Linked DNA regions of Mus musculus: region 2 is linked to region 1. The links are chromatin contacts, called in public Hi-C maps. All regions are on one chromosome and are shown on one strand. Each heading gives the region's core, a stretch centred on a gene start, on an enhancer-like site or on the middle of the called end of the contact. The rest is flanking DNA. Distances are from core to core; before and after follow the strand shown. Region 1 holds the start of Srp14 (signal recognition particle 14). Region 2 has its middle 15 kb from the start of Bmf.

The links. A called contact is a pair of places that touch in the nucleus more often than the background predicts.
Region 2: a contact with region 1 is called in a Hi-C map of bone marrow-derived macrophages, with 63 read pairs. The contact joins the enhancer-like site here to the promoter of Srp14 in region 1. A contact is called at or near these places in 2 of 39 promoter capture datasets (frontonasal cranial neural crest and macrophages), 5 of 15 datasets of contacts at CTCF or cohesin (CD8 T cells, the NIH/3T3 cell line, large pre-B cells and 2 more), 16 of 484 Hi-C or Micro-C datasets (the 63-12 cell line, the AML12 cell line, B cells and 10 more), 17 of 115 datasets of contacts at active chromatin or transcription factors (the 230-238 cell line, CD4 single positive thymocytes, CD8 T cells and 10 more) and 3 of 9 other capture datasets (adipose tissue, liver and pancreatic islet).

What each region holds. Positions count from the first base shown.
Region 1 is chr2:118,475,810-118,483,184 of GRCm38.p6, forward strand. Srp14 (signal recognition particle 14) reads right to left here and starts at 3,887. Exons shown (of 5, transcript NM_009273.4): 1 at 3,782-3,887; 2 at 3,569-3,641; 3 at 3,112-3,224; 4 at 1,018-1,050; 5 at 34-498. The coding sequence starts at 3,805. The coding sequence ends at 409. It also overlaps the pseudogene Gm13983.
Region 2 is chr2:118,560,640-118,568,395 of GRCm38.p6, forward strand. No RefSeq gene overlaps it. Among named protein-coding and RNA genes, the nearest start is that of Bmf, 15 kb to the left of the region's middle. Within about 2 kb of position 1,567, at least 44 of the 459 cell types and tissues checked have an H3K27ac peak or open chromatin away from gene starts, as enhancers often do. A contact at or near this core is called in the 230-238 cell line, the 63-12 cell line, B cells and 4 more, where this site is marked.

The DNA.
Region 1 (7,375 bases), core at 2,637-5,136:
GTTGTTTTAAATGATACAACCAAGAAAAACAAACCACCTGTAGGATAACACAACTTTTAATAAAACTATTACAGTAATCTCATGACAAGGTAAAAATCACTTGAGTAACTGTACCATCTAGAGTTAGTAGTTACTGTCATAAATAGGGTAGGAAAAAAAGCAGCTAGCCTGGAGATTAATGATGCATAGCTCCTCAAAGATGACTAGAAACCTTACGGCTGGAATCTAAGAATATCCAGCCACACAGCACAAATCAAAAACTGGCGTCTTACCACAACTAGCCCAAGCCCATCCCAGTCCTTCTCTCTTAAAGGACCCTTCCGTGGAAACAGTTACATACAGAGGTGCTGAAAGCAGCAAACAGAGGAAAAATGCACTTGTGCAGCTGGTTGGTAGCAGCCACGCCTGTCACTGTGCTGGTTTGCTCTTCTTACTCTTGTTCTTCTTGTCCCTCTTCTTCAGCCCGTCCATGTTGGCTCTCAGTAGATTTGAATAGGCCTGAAAGCCAGAACAAGAAAAGGTACCAACTGGGGAAGCAGGTGACTTTCACACAGACTTGGAGTAGCTGGCATGAGAAAGCCTTCTGGGACACCTGTCCTGGCAACTGGTATGCCATCAAAGTCTTCACTCCTTCAGCAGCTGAGACATACTCCCCAGGGAGCTGCAGGCCGTGCACTCCCCAAGCAAAAAGGGAAAACTTCAGACAACTTCCTACTCAACAATATCATAGAGCATATCTGAAGTTTAAGAAAGAACTAGTCTTAAAGGGAAAGAAATCAAGGCAGCCTGGTCTACAGAGTGAGGACCAGGACAGCTAGGGCTACACAGAGAAACCCTGTCTCGAAAAACCAAAAAAAGAAAAAAGGAAAAAATAAAAATAAGGTAGGCAGGAGGGAAAGGAAACCACTGCTGAACAATATTCATAAAATGAAAGTGCGGGCAAACGGAGAGGTCAGGCTCCATCTTGGGTGGCACCACGCCCTCAAGGAGGACTGGAGAGCAGGGAATGGAACTTACCATCTGAAACTTGTTCACTTCTTTGGAGCTCACCTGCAAAGGGAAAAAGACCATCTCTTTTTATAGATATAGACACCACCTATTCACCCAAGAAAAGCCAAAATGTTCATCAAGACAACACCTAGGCCAGGCATGGTAGCCCACAAACACCTTTGGACCTCAGCACTCTGGAGAGAGGAGCAGACAGATCTCTGTGAGTTCTAAGCCAGCCTGGTCTATATAGCGAGTTGCAAGACCGCACAGAGACCCTGTTTCAAAAAGACAACAAAAAGACAACTAATCTTTAAATACTAATTCCCAACTTTCGGGGTCCCAGTGTACTCACAGCTGTCTAACCACCCTAACCTGCTCTCAAGAACAAGCAAAGCAGCTCTGTGCCTTCTTCCATATGACATCTGCAGCAGGATGGGAAGGCAGAAGTGGGCTCCCACCAAACTATTCACCTCTCTAAAATCCCTCAGACAAACCCACTCTGATAACCCCAACTGTGAGACAAAGCTGGGACGATCGTCCGGTACCACAGTCTTTAAATTTAAGGTAAAACAAAAAACAACCTTATACAGAGCCGGGCATGGTGGTGCACGCCTTTAATCCCAGCAGTTGGAAGGCAGAGGCAGGCGGATTTATGAGTTCGAGGCCAGCCTGGTCTACAAAGTGAGTTCCAGGACAGCCAGAGCTATACAGAGAAACCCTGTCTCGAAAAACAAAAAAAAAAAAAACAAAAAAAAAACCTTATACAGATGCCCCTACGTTTTTCTCTTTGGATTCTGAGCGATATCAGAGGACTTGTCAAAAGTGTTCATTTTATTATGCAAACTACATCCAAACTTCTCCCTCTGCTGAGCACGTGGTGGCTCTGGCCTGGAGTCCCAGTGCTCGGCAGGCTTGGCCTGAACAGGAACAAGCTCCAGGCCAGGATGGGCTGGATAAGCAAGGACCTGTCTCATGAAACTCTATCTTCCATTGATTCAGACTGATATAAGCACAATTCAAACTGTCATAAAAGAAATAATACCTAGGAAAAAGGCTGTTTCACATTTGTGGCAGCCAACCATAACGGCAATGTAGCCTTGCTTTACCTTGACAGTCGTCTCAAGAGAACATCAGCTACCGTCCGCAGTTTCCTGAGTATCCTGTACTACTGTCATTACAGGCTCGCTATAGAATTAAGAAGCATTCGCTCTGAATCCAGGGAATCTTTGTTTTGCATATTCACCCTTTCATAAAAAGATCATGGTTCTTGACTAGATATCCTCTGTAGTGCCAAGCCTAACCTGTAGCTACATTTGTTAAGTGAGCCACAAAGACCTGGAAAAAAACAGGTTAAAAATAATCATCTAATTCCCAGAACCTATGTACTGATGGAGCAGCAGAGAAAGAAAACACAGCCAGTCATGCTTCACAGCAACTCCTAGGAAAACGGACCACATGCTCACTACCACGGACTCCAGCAGAACAAGCATTCGGCCTCTACTTTCTGCCTAACAGTTTATTGCTGATAGTTTGTCCTACAAAAACAGGAACTGTGAAGGTGGTGCACACCTAGGATTCCACCACGTTGGAGACAGAGGCGACCTAAGGAACCTCAGTTACCCGAGACCTTATCCCAACCAAACAACCCACCCCCTCCACCAAAAAGAAGCAGAAGTAGATCCTGATCCCACAACAGCCTGGGAGTGACAGGCCAAAATGACAGGGAAGGGGGACCCGGACCTAATCCTGACATGCCCCTCCTCCCTCGGGGTGGGGGTGAGGCTCAACCCAGAGCGATGACTTAGCGGGATGAAGACCCTGGCTTGGGTCACATCTCCAACTTCACAAAAACCATCACTGTCATCTGTCTCAGTTGATGAGACACTCCTGTGACACCAGCACGGGCTGAAGCGCCTGGTGTGAGCTTCCTAAATCACAAGTTCAAAGTCAGCCTGAGTAGACTGCAAGACACTATTTTAATTTTTTTTAAATGTGTTCCCCTAGCTAGCACTGAGATAGGTTGCTCCTGTACCTTGGCTACTTGAGAGAAAACTGACTTTTTCTGAGTCGGCCAGGCCAACTCAAAAGAAAGCAGAGCCTTAAGAAAGGCCTCCAGCTCACCACGGTGCTGATCTTCCTTTTCCCATCCGTGGCTCTCAACAGACACTTGTTTTCTGCGGGCTCGAGGCCCTCCACAGAACTCTTCCTCGGGATAGGTTTGGTGCGACCGTCATCTGTGTTTAAGAAAAAAAAAAGTCCACCCAGGTAAACACCACCACAGGCGTTGCTTCTGGGTCCAAAGTGATGATCGTAAGGAAGGGTCCGCCATCACTCAGGATACAGCCAAAACTAGGAGCAACGACTCGCTCGATAAACACTGGGACCCCGAGGCATATTCTTCCTCACTAACGGAGCGGGGGCCGGGCTGCCTGACAACGGGCGTCGGACACACTTGGGGCCCCACTGTCACGGTGAGTGGGTGGCCGGCGCCGCACCGGCCACGAGCCCCGGAGGTGGCCGGTGCGGACAGGCCGGGGGCCGGGCTGTCCCCTCCCAGGCGGCCCCGGAGATTGCTTACATTTCTTGAGGGTGATGAACACGCTGCCCGACGAGCGGCACTTCTGGAAGAGCCTGGTCAGCTCCGTCAGGAACTGCAACACAACACGCCCCGTTAGGCAGCCTCCGCTCCTCGCCCCGCCGCCTCACGGCCCCGGCCCGCCCGCAAAGGGAGAACCGCGACCCGAGCTGACCCCACTCGCTCGAGTCCCGGGCCCTCCGGGGCCGCCGGTACCTGCTCGCTCTCGAGCAACACCATCCTGGGCTCCGCAGGTCCGACGCCGTCAGCAGAAGCCTCCAGCGGTTACAGCCGGAAAACTCGCTCGCGCTGGGCGGGACTTCCGCTTTAGTTGCACGTCTTCCGTCAATCCTCGCTTCGCTCGGGTTGCCTTGCGCCTGCGCGCTCGGCGCCTCCTCCCGCGTCTATCCAGGATGAGGAGTGACGCTTGCTTTCGGTGGTTGGACTGCGTTGTCAAGCTACACCGTAGGCTGTAGGAGGGAATGAGAGCAAAAGAAAGACTGGATAGACATATGCAAGTCACCCAAGAGTCCACTGACTCACTTTCCCCATTTTTTACACAATGATCTGGTTTCTCAGAACTTGCTGATGAAGATGAAGATGTGAGGTGTTTTTATAGATGCATTGTTTACATTTAGGAATAAGTGGCCAAGGAGCTCCAAGTTAAACTCAAAGCCGAAAGCTAAAACAGCAGAGTTCGCTGTTTCAGTATCTTTGTTTGAGGTATCTTTAGACAAAGAGTACTTGCTCTGAAGGCACTGTTGATCTATCTCATCGGCAGTGCTGAAGTCAGCAGGAAGCACAGGCTAGACCCCAGAAAAAGGTGCTTTTTTTTTTGTTTTGTTTTTTTTTTTTTGTTTCCAGGGTCCATAGTTTTTTCTTTCTATCCTACTTCAGAGGGTGGGAAAATATGTGAAAGTGATTGGAGAAGGAGCCGGGGATCACACGGGGCCTTTGCCACCGTTAGCAGGGCCCATAGCCACAGAAGGCTCAGATGTTGTTCCTGGTAGAAAGAGGGGAGTGGGGAGGGAGTGGCTCATCGGTGGAGTGTGAGTATCTGGATTTAAGATGTTTAAAAATCTTAAATTCAGACAAGAATGATGGCCCATGACTTTAATCTCAGCACTCAGGAGGCAGAGACAGGCAGAGGATCTCTGAGTTCAAGGCCAGCCTAAAGTGGAAACTTCTGGTTTCTTTGGTAAATCGGTTATATCAAAGAACATTTCGCTGAAGCAGACACAGGTAAAAGGATGTTTAGAAAGAATGAGAGATGAAGGATTCTTCGATAACAACATGCATGCATTGGTTCACCTTACATTGAGTAGCTGAGCTCCGTTTGTCATGACCCCATAGAGAGAAATGCACACACACACACACACACACACACACACAAAAACTTCTGGTGATATGCTGCAGTTTCTTGCCACTTCCTCGGACTCCAGCCAATTGGCAGAGTGATGTCAGCTGATACAGACTCATGGAGTTTTGCTAAGTCAGACTGAGGCAAGACCCTTAGAGGACACGTGATGTTTGGAGGGAGTATAAATAGGACTCAATGGACAGTGATGGGGGCTTGCATAGTTAGTTTTGGAGTGCTTCTCGGTCTTGCGTCTTCAATGATCTTCACGTCATTCAGAGAGACATGGCAGAGAACTTCTCCTGGCTTAATTGCTCCTGCTGGTTTTGGTGGAGGCCTGGCAGTTTCTGCTAGGTCATGCCACCACTGCTGATTCATGTTTGCCATCCCAACACTTCTGAGTTGGACTGCTGGGCTGCTTCTCGGTGTATTAATGAAGTATTTGCGAGTGGATGGAGCTGCTGCTACTGAACGCTATGAACTGAACTGCTGATTTCCTGACAATGGGGGTGGGATTTGCTCCAAAGAATAATTTCTAAACAGATACACTTCCCCTGTATCCTAATAACCTGTAGGTAGTGGGCTAGAAGGGAGGTTAGAGCATTTAGGAACCATTATTAAAAGTAGGGTTTGAGAAAATTCAAAAGTTACGCCAACCTGGTCTAGAGTAAATTCCAGGAGAGCCAAAGAAACCATGTCTCGAAAACCCGAAAAGCAAATCCAGAGAGAAGGTCTTGATAAGAATGCCGTACACAGACAATGAAAATCATATTTATATTTGAAAGATTCCCCCACCTGTGGCATAGAGAACACACTATAAAGAAGGCAGAACTGAGTGTATCTACACGTGCCTATAATCCCAGAGATAAGGAAACTAAAGTAGGAAGGTAGATGGCAAATTTGAGCCCTGCCTGGGCTACAGAGTGAGTTCTAGGCCAGTGTCTTAGGGTTTCTACTGCTGGGATGAAAACACCATGACCAAAAAGCAAGTCATGGAGGGAAGGGTTTATTCAGTTTATACTTCCAGAGCACAGTTCCATCACTGAAGGAAGTCAAGACAGGGACTCAAACAGGGCTGGTACCTGGAGGTGGGAGTTGATGCAGAGGTTATAGAGGGGTGCTGCTTACTGGCTTGCTCAGCCTGCTTTCCTATAGAACCCAGGACTGCCATCCTAGGGATGGCACCACCCACAGTGGACTGGGCCCTCCCCTACTGATCACACTTATTGATAAAATGTCTTACAGATGAATCTCATGAAGACATTTCCTCAACTGAGGCTTCTTCCTCTCTGATAACTCTACTTGTGTCGAGTTGAAACACAGAGCCTGCTAATATAGCCAGCCTTGGCTACATGGGGAAATCTTTCTTAGAGAAAGAGACACAGAGACAGGCAGAGAGAGAGAGAGAGAGAGAGAGCTATGCATGTTGATACATAGTTTTAATCTCAGCATGCACTAGGCAAAGGCAGTCCAAAAGCAGTCAGATATCTGTGAGTTGGATGCCAGCCTAGTCTATGAAGCAAGTTTGGCTAGCCAAGGCTACATAGTGAGACCTTGTCTCAAATAAATAAATAAATAAATAAATAAATAAATAAATAAATAAATAAATAAATAAATAAGAAAGCGGAAAGTGGGAGCCCAACTAGAAGATTGTGCTAGCTTCCTATTGCCTCCATACCAAGCCCCAAATCTCGCTTCACACAGCAGACATTTACTATTTTTCATCTCAGGGCAGCTCGAGGGATGGTTCAGTGGCCAACAACCCTTGTTGCTCTTGCAGGGGATCTGCGTTCCATTCCCAGCACTCACAGGGTGGCTCACAACTGTCCTTAACCCCAATTCCAGAGGACCCAACAGACAAATACTTGGTGCACAGACATGCATACAGGGCAAAACATTCATAAGTATAAAGAAAAATCTTTAAAACATGAAATTTTAAAAATTTATTCTTTTATACCTCTGGATCAGAAGTCAAGAAAAAACGGTGTGTTTAGAGGGCTGAATTCCATCTGGAAGCTTTCAGGAAGAATGTGTTTCTTAACAGTCTAGATGCTACTCACATTCCTTGGCTCATGGTCATGGCCTCTTCTTCAAATCACCACAAGCTCCATGTTCTCATGGTTACATCTACTACTAGCCATAATTAATGGTCTTGCCTTTCCCACCCCCCCCCACACACAAAAGCAGTTTTTATTTGAGGCAAGGAGAAATCTGACCCAAAGGATTACAGTTCTAAGCACTCACAACTTAACTGTTAGTGGCATTCCTTGGGCTATATAAATCTTGCTCCTCTTTGATTGGAAAAGGTGCTTGTGTTGAATGTCCTCCAGTTGGGTAAGAAGAAAGACCAAGAAAGGCTGGAAGAAACAGCTTAGCTACTGACAAAGCTCTCCAGATCTTACGTTCAACTAACACATCCTTGCTGTCTGATCTGCAAGGCACCACCCAGTGCA
Region 2 (7,756 bases), core at 317-2,816, 83 kb after region 1:
TGCACCGTGGCATACACAATACACACATCATAATAATAAATAAATTTAAATTTTTTATACTAGTGTTGAAAAATGATTTTGAGTTTTTAAAAATTTAGTCTTTTTGCTGGCTGGTGAAGCCTTTATTCCCAGCACTCAGGAGGCAGAGGCAGGCGGATCTCTGAGTCTGTGGCCAGCCTGTTCTACAGAGTGAGTTTCAGGACAGCCAGGGTTACATGGAGAAAGCCTGTTTCAAAAATTCAAAAGGAGGAAAAACATATATAGTCTTTTGAAAACGTTCCGCATCAACGCACACTAAGCACAACTCTCACCTCCAAGAGGATAAGGGATTATTCGGAAGCCAAAACGTGAAGGACCATGGCCTAGGAACACAGATTTATGCTACCCTAACTTTCATGATGCTTTTATAATAACAGAACAAAGTCTTTTCTTTTAATTACTTTATTTATTTTGTATATATATGAGTACACTGTTGCTGACTTCAGACACACCAGAAGAGGGCATCTGATCCCATTACAGATGGTTGTGAGCCACCATGTGGTTGCTGGGAATTGAACTCAGGACCTCTGGAAGAGCAGTCAGTGCTCTTAACCACTGAGCCATCTCTCCAGCCCACCCCCCCTACCCCCCCAAAACAAAGTCTTATGGCAGTTTTTTTTTTTTCAAATAAATTTGTGGAAATATTAAGTAGGTGGTTACAGCCAAATGGAAAAAATCTCAGTGCTAGGCCTCGAATGCTGGCTGGTGATGCTCTTAGCTTTTTGATTGGTGGAAACTGGATTTCATTATGTTAATTACATTCTAAAAGGCTTTAGTCTCGTGATGTTAGGTCAAACACAAAGGTAGGCAAGGAATGGCTGCTTAGAGGTTAAAGATAACCCATGGTAACTGTAATTAGACTCTGGGCCTGTAACACTGTAGCCTCTCCACAATCATTCAATTTTTAACCAGTTGATTGTCCTTGGAGAAGATTGAGTTTAAGGGTAGCTTCTCTCTGGGCACCTTCACTTACAGCCCACTGGCACAATAAAGGCATGAGGGTTATGGGACCAACCAGCTGCTATCCGATCAGCTCTGAGGCTCGCTCTCCAGGAAGGAACTCATGTGTAGTAAAACCTGTCAAAAGCCCAGGTCTGAAGGAAAACCTACATGTCTAGGGAAACCTCCTATTGTTTAGTTAAATGGTTATGTTGTCAAATTTCTTTCTAAATATCTACCTAGATTTGTACTACTCTCAACTGTGGTCAGGGGAGCCGATTTTTTTCAGTGGGCCTCTGGGTTAATATGGTGACTCCTGGTTAAAGTGGGAGACTGAGGGACTGTCAGCTTTCAGTTTTCAGGTCAGGACACATTAAGGAAGAGCAGGAAGGTGGGGAGGATGTCTTCTGACACGACAGGACTGTCACACTCATGAACCCACAGCAGACTAGCACACGATCAGGCCAGTCAAAATCCCAGCGTGGATGAGAGGGAGTTTATGTGGCTCCCCCTAGTTGAGGAGCCATTGGCACCAGTGCTAGGAGGAGAGCCATTTTTCCTCAGGGGTGTGGCTACTGGTAGGTACCCATGCTCTGGTGGGTAGTTCCCCCCGCCCCTGTGTACACAGGGCAGTACTAATTGGACTCAGTGGGTTGGTTGTTTGTCTTTTTAAAAGAAGAAGAGGATATGAGATGGGGAGGGGCCCATGTTGGAGGGGGGGTCTAGGGGAAGTTGGAGGTGGGGGTAGATATGATCAAAATACATTATATGTACATATGAAATTCTCAAAGAACAAATACAAATTATAGTACTAAAAAATTAGGTATTGGGGGGGATAGACAATCTTATTATGTAGCCCAAGATGACCTCAAACTTAGAGTCGACTTGCCTCAACCTTACCAGTGCTAGGATTACAGGCATATGTTTTTGTGTTTTATTTTGAGAACTTTGTTTCACTTTGCCTTTGGCAATAAGGTCACTTCCTAGTTTCATACAATCCCAATGGGCTTAACTGAAATAATTATCACTTCCTCTCTAAAAAGAAACTTTCACAGTATTTATTAAGCACACTCTATGTGCCCCAAGATACCGGGTGGGTGTCTCATCCGGGTTCCATTTCCAGTAGCCCATTGGAATTGAAGGAAGAGGTAGGAATCCTTGGAGAGTCAATTGGTTTGGCACAGATAACACCTTAAGACAATGCTGTTACCTAAGAAGTCAGTGTAAACCAGATGTGGTGGTCCATGTCTGTAATCCTCCCACTTTGGAGATTGAGGCAGGGTGATTCCCACAAGTTTTGCCTAGGAAATCTTAGCTATCCTAGGCTACAGTGATAGAGACTCTGTCCCAAAAAGGAAGTTTGTTTGTTTTTTAAAAGAGGTAACATAAAACATAAGAACAACCTTTAGACTCTGACACATAGAGATTCACACTCAGCTTTGCACCCATTATAAAGTAGCTTCTAAGTTGTCACATCATCTATCAGATGGGGTCCTTGCATAACACTGGAGAATGAACTGTCCTGTTATAAATGGATACAAATAAAAGCAATACAAATAAATACAAGAACCTTTGTAGAGCACTTTTGTACATAAGAGATATTCAACAAACAGTAGCTATTACTGTGTGTTCCTTGTGATAAAAATTCACACACACACACACACACACACACACACTGAGATGGCTCAGTAGGTAAAGGTACTTTCTGCCAAGACTGAGCTTGATCCCTGGACCCATTAACCAACTCCCATAAGTTGTCCTCTGACTTCCATACCTGTACTGTGCCACCTGCACCCGAAAACATCCACTCACATATTTTTATTTTATTTTATTTTATTTTTTTCTTATAAAAAACAATATTTAATTGGGGCTGGCTTACAGGTTCAGAGGTTCAGTCAGTTATCATTAAGGTGGAAGTATGGCAGTATCCAGGCAGGCATGGTGCAGGCAGAGCTGAGAGTTCTATGTCTTCATCCAAAGGCTGCTAGTGGAAGTCTGACTTCCAGGCAATTAGGGTGAGGATCTTATGCCCACACCCACAGTGGCACACCTACTCCAACCAAGTCACACCACACTCACATATTTTTAAATAGATAAGTGCAATAAAAATATTTTAAATCCACAAAATAAATGGAAAAAAACCCCACACACAAACAAAACCATTGGCTCTGTTTTTCATAAGTCAGATGCAAAACAAACTGTAGAATGTTAAAAACATAAGTTATCTCTAAAAGCATGTATAGAATATAACTACTATAAGAATATATAAGACATGTATGTAAATGCTTTATACCAAAATTCCTGACACATAACACTTGCTTGGAGGCTGTCTTTGTTAAGGTTGCTATTGCCATGATGAATAAATACCATAATTAAAGCAAGCCAGGGAGAAAAGGGTTTATTTGCCTCTCTATCGCTGCTCATCCTGAAGGAAGTCAGAACAGGAACTCAAACAGGGCACGAATTCAAACCTGGAGGCAGGAGCTGATGCAGAGGCCATGGAGAAGTGCTGCTTACTGGCTTGCTCCTCATGATCTAATCCTCCTGCTTTCTTACAGAACCTTGAACCACCAGCCCAGGGATTGCCCCACCCACAGTGGGCTGGGCCCTCAACCATCAATCACTAAGAAAATGCAGGATCTTGTAGAGGCATTTTTCTCAATTGAGGTTCCCTTCTTTCAAATAACTAGTTTGTGTCAAGTTAACATAAAACTAGCCAGCATACTAGTGGTAGTACTTACTAGAGAGTTATAATTCTCCTGAACTAGATCCAGTTAGGCATCTCTACCCTAAGCTGCAAACCTGAAGTATCAGAAAACAGAGACCTCCCCCCAACATCTCCCCCCACCTTCCTCTTACCTCCCTCACTCCTCCCCCACTCCAGTCCAGACCTTCCAGTGGTAAACACTGAGGGTGTCCTAAGCCCTCCTGGTAGGTAATAAGGCTGTGGTTCTCAGCAGAGCTGCACATTGGAATTGCCTGGAGAGAGCCAGTGAGCTGCCTAGGTGGCTCAGGACACTTGCCACCAAGCCTGATGACCTGAGCTTGATCCCTTGAACAGGAGAGACCTGACTCTGGCTTCCACACACATGCCATGATATGCCAGCAATTAGAAGCATACACATAAATAAATGTAAAAATCAAAAAAGGTAAAAGAATTACATGGAATATTTAAAAAAAATTGAGATATGCGTGCTCCATTGAGACCAACTGTTATCATCTGAGGGACAGGGACCAGTCATAGAATTTCTCAAAGCTCCAAGATTATACGTATCTAAGGCTTAAGAATATACCTCTTGCCCTGCGCGGTGGCGCACACCTTTGATCCCAGCACTTGGGAGGCAGAGGCAGGTGAATTTCTGAGTTCAAGGCCAGCCTGGTCTACAGAGTGAGTTCCAGAACAGCCAGGGCTACACAGAGAAACCCTGTCTCAAAAAACCAAAAAATAAAAAACCATAAAAACAACAGAATATACCTCTTGGGTGTGTGTGTGTGTGTGGAGAGATGGCTCAGCAATTAAGTCCTCTGACTAGCACATGTACACAATGTCACACATACACACATGTACACACACATACACACTTGTATACACACACACACTCATTCACGCACAGGCGGTACACTCTACCAAACCTGGCACATCCTGTGTTTCTGGAAGTGAAGTGAAAGCCAGATTCCCTCGCACCCATCCACCATTTTATGTGACCGACTGGGTAAATCTGATCTGTGGAGACCGCCTCACCTCCTTGCTTTCAGCCAGAGGGGATGACTCTGAGCTTGTTTAAAAAGCGGAGCAAAAAGCCTCGAAGATATGGGTACAGGGGAAAAATTCCTAAATAGAACAGCAATGGCTTGTGCTCTAAGATCGAGAATCGATAAATGGGACCTCATAAAATTGCAAAGCTTCTGCAAGGCAAAAGACACTGTCAAAAGGACAAAAAGACCACCAACAGATTGGGAAAGGATCTTTACCTATCCCAAATTGGATAGGGGACTAATATACAATATATATAAAGAACTCAAGAAGGTGGACTCCAGAAAATCAAATAACCCCATTAAAAATGGGGCTCAGAGCTGAACAAAGAATTCTCACCTGAGGAATACCAAATGGCAGAGAAGCACCTGAAAAAATGTTCAACATCCTTAATCATCAGGGAAATGAAAATCAAAACAACCCTGAGATTCCACTTCACACCAGTCAGAATGGCTAAGATCAAAAATTCAGGTGACAGCAGATGCTGGCGAGGATGTGGAGAAAGAGGAGCACTCCTCCATTGTTGGTGGGATTGCAAGCTTGTACAACCACTCTGGAAATCAGTCTGGCGGTTCCTCAGAAAATTGGACATAGTACTACCGGAGGATCCCGCAATACCTCTCCTGGGCATATATCCAGAAGATGTCCCAACTGGTAAGAAGGACACATGCTCCACTATGTTCATAGCAGCCTTATTTATAATAGCCAGAAGCTGGAAAGAACCCAGATGCCCCTCAACAGAGGAATGGATACAGAAAATGTGGTACATTTACACAATGGAGTACTACTCAGCTATTTAAAAGAATGAATTTATGAAATTCCTAGGCAAATGGATGGACCTGGAGGGCATCATCCTGAGTGAGGTAACCCAATCACAAAGGAACTCACACAATATGTACTCACTGATAAGTGGATATTAGCCCAGAAACTTAGGATACCCAAGATATAAGATACAATTTGCTAAATGCATGAAACTGAAGAAGAACGAAGACCAAAGTGTGGACACTTTGCCCCTTCTTAGAAAAGGGAACAAAACACCCATGGGAGGAGTTACAGAGACAAAATTTGGAGCTGTGACGAAAGGATGGACCATCTAGTGATTGCCATATCCAGGGATCCATCCCATAATCCGCTTCCAAACGCTGACACCATTGCATACACTAGCAAGATTTTGCTGAAAGGACCCAGATATAGCTGTCTCTTGTGAGACTATGCCGGGGCCTAGCAAACACAGAAGTGGATGCTCACAATCAGCTATTGGATGGATCACAGGGCCCTCAATGGAGGAGCTAGAGAAAGTACCCAAGGAGCTAAAGGGAACTGCAACCCTATAGGTGGAACAACAATATGAACTAACCAGTATCCCGGAGCTCTTGTCTCTAGCTGCATATGTATCAAAAGATGGCCTAGTCGGCCATCACTGCAAAGAGAGGCCCATTGGACTTGCAAACTTTATATGCCCCAGTACAGGGGAATGCCAGGGCCAAAAAGGGGGAGCGGGTGGGTAAGGGAGTGGGGGGTGGGTATGGGGGACTTTTGGGATAGCATTGGAAATGTAAATGAGGAAAATACCTAATAAAAATTAAAAAAAAAAGCGGAGCAACCTGTCAGTGAAGGGTGGATGGGGCTTCTCAACCACAAATGCAAGCCATGCTTTGCAACCTGTAAGTTCTTTTTGGTTTTGTTTGACAGGTCCTTACCTTCCAGCGCTGGTCTCAAGTTTACTGTGTAACAAATAACGCTCTTTACCTTCTGATCCCCCCATTCTCCACTTCCTGAGTTCGAGATTACAGGTGTGTCCCACCATACCCAGTGTACGCAGTGCTAGGAATCGAACCCAGGGCAAGCATTCGACCAGCTGAGCTGCGGCTGCAGCCCAGGTTACTTAAATTTTGAGTCCTGGTTTCTTTACCGTTTTTTTCTAAGTAGGGATCAAAGAGATGATGAAGGTAGAGTTTCTCATGATGCCAACTGTCCAGATGCTTATGACATGTTAGTTTCTCTTCCCTTCTCCAAAAGGGGAACATGCTGCAGGAACACAGTCCAACCACCTCAGCTGACCCCTAAAGCCACCAGTGTCCTTACAAGTGGGCATCTGTGCCTTTCAGAACTGCCGCTAGTTAAAGCAGGCTAAGACTTAGATGTTAACCACGTCTCCAAGGATTCCTTAGCTAAAGGAATTAAATGTCTGCTTTAATTCACACGTAGTTACAATTTATATTTCCAGGAAGTAAACTAGCAGATTCTACAGCTTAGTTCTTGTCAAAAGACAAAGTCACAACAAACTTAGAGATGCTTTGGCTTTTACTTACGATTCATGAATTCTGTAAATAGAAAGAGCTCTCTCTGAGCAATAATAACATTACAGTTTCATAGTACAGAAACAAGGAAAGCAAAAAAATAAATCTAGAGGCGCTGCTAGGTTAACATCAGGCTACTCCAGGCTGATCGTTTGTAAGGGTTAAATCAGGGGTGACTTCCTTACTAGCTGACTCCATCTGGAATCTCCAGTTCTCGGTAAATGTTGCTCTGTTTTGGGGTCCATCTGGTTCTTCCTTAAAGGTTCAGTATGATGGTGTGATGCTTAGCATAACTAACTCCATTTTTGTTGGGTTGTAGTGACCCTACTAACCCAAGAGTTCAATTCAAAATAATAGCTTCCTATGACCTCTGTTGAACAGCAATTCCAAATTCCAGAATTACTGTTATAAAAGTAAGTATGATGGTCCTGGGAGCCTATTGCACATGCTCTGTACAGGTCCCTGCTCTTGTGCAAGCCTGGGCTTTCTTATAGGCTTCAGTTTTACCTTTAGATGTAGGCTTGTATTTCTCCCTTTTCTGCATATGTATGTGTACATGTATATATACATATAGTTAATAGATTGTTACATATAAGATATTATAGTTGTTATATAATATATATATGTATATATTTTTAATGGGTATTGGGAACTGAGGTCTTGTGTGTGCCAAGCAAGCTCTCTACTACTGAGCTACACTTCCAACTTTTTTAAAGATTTATTT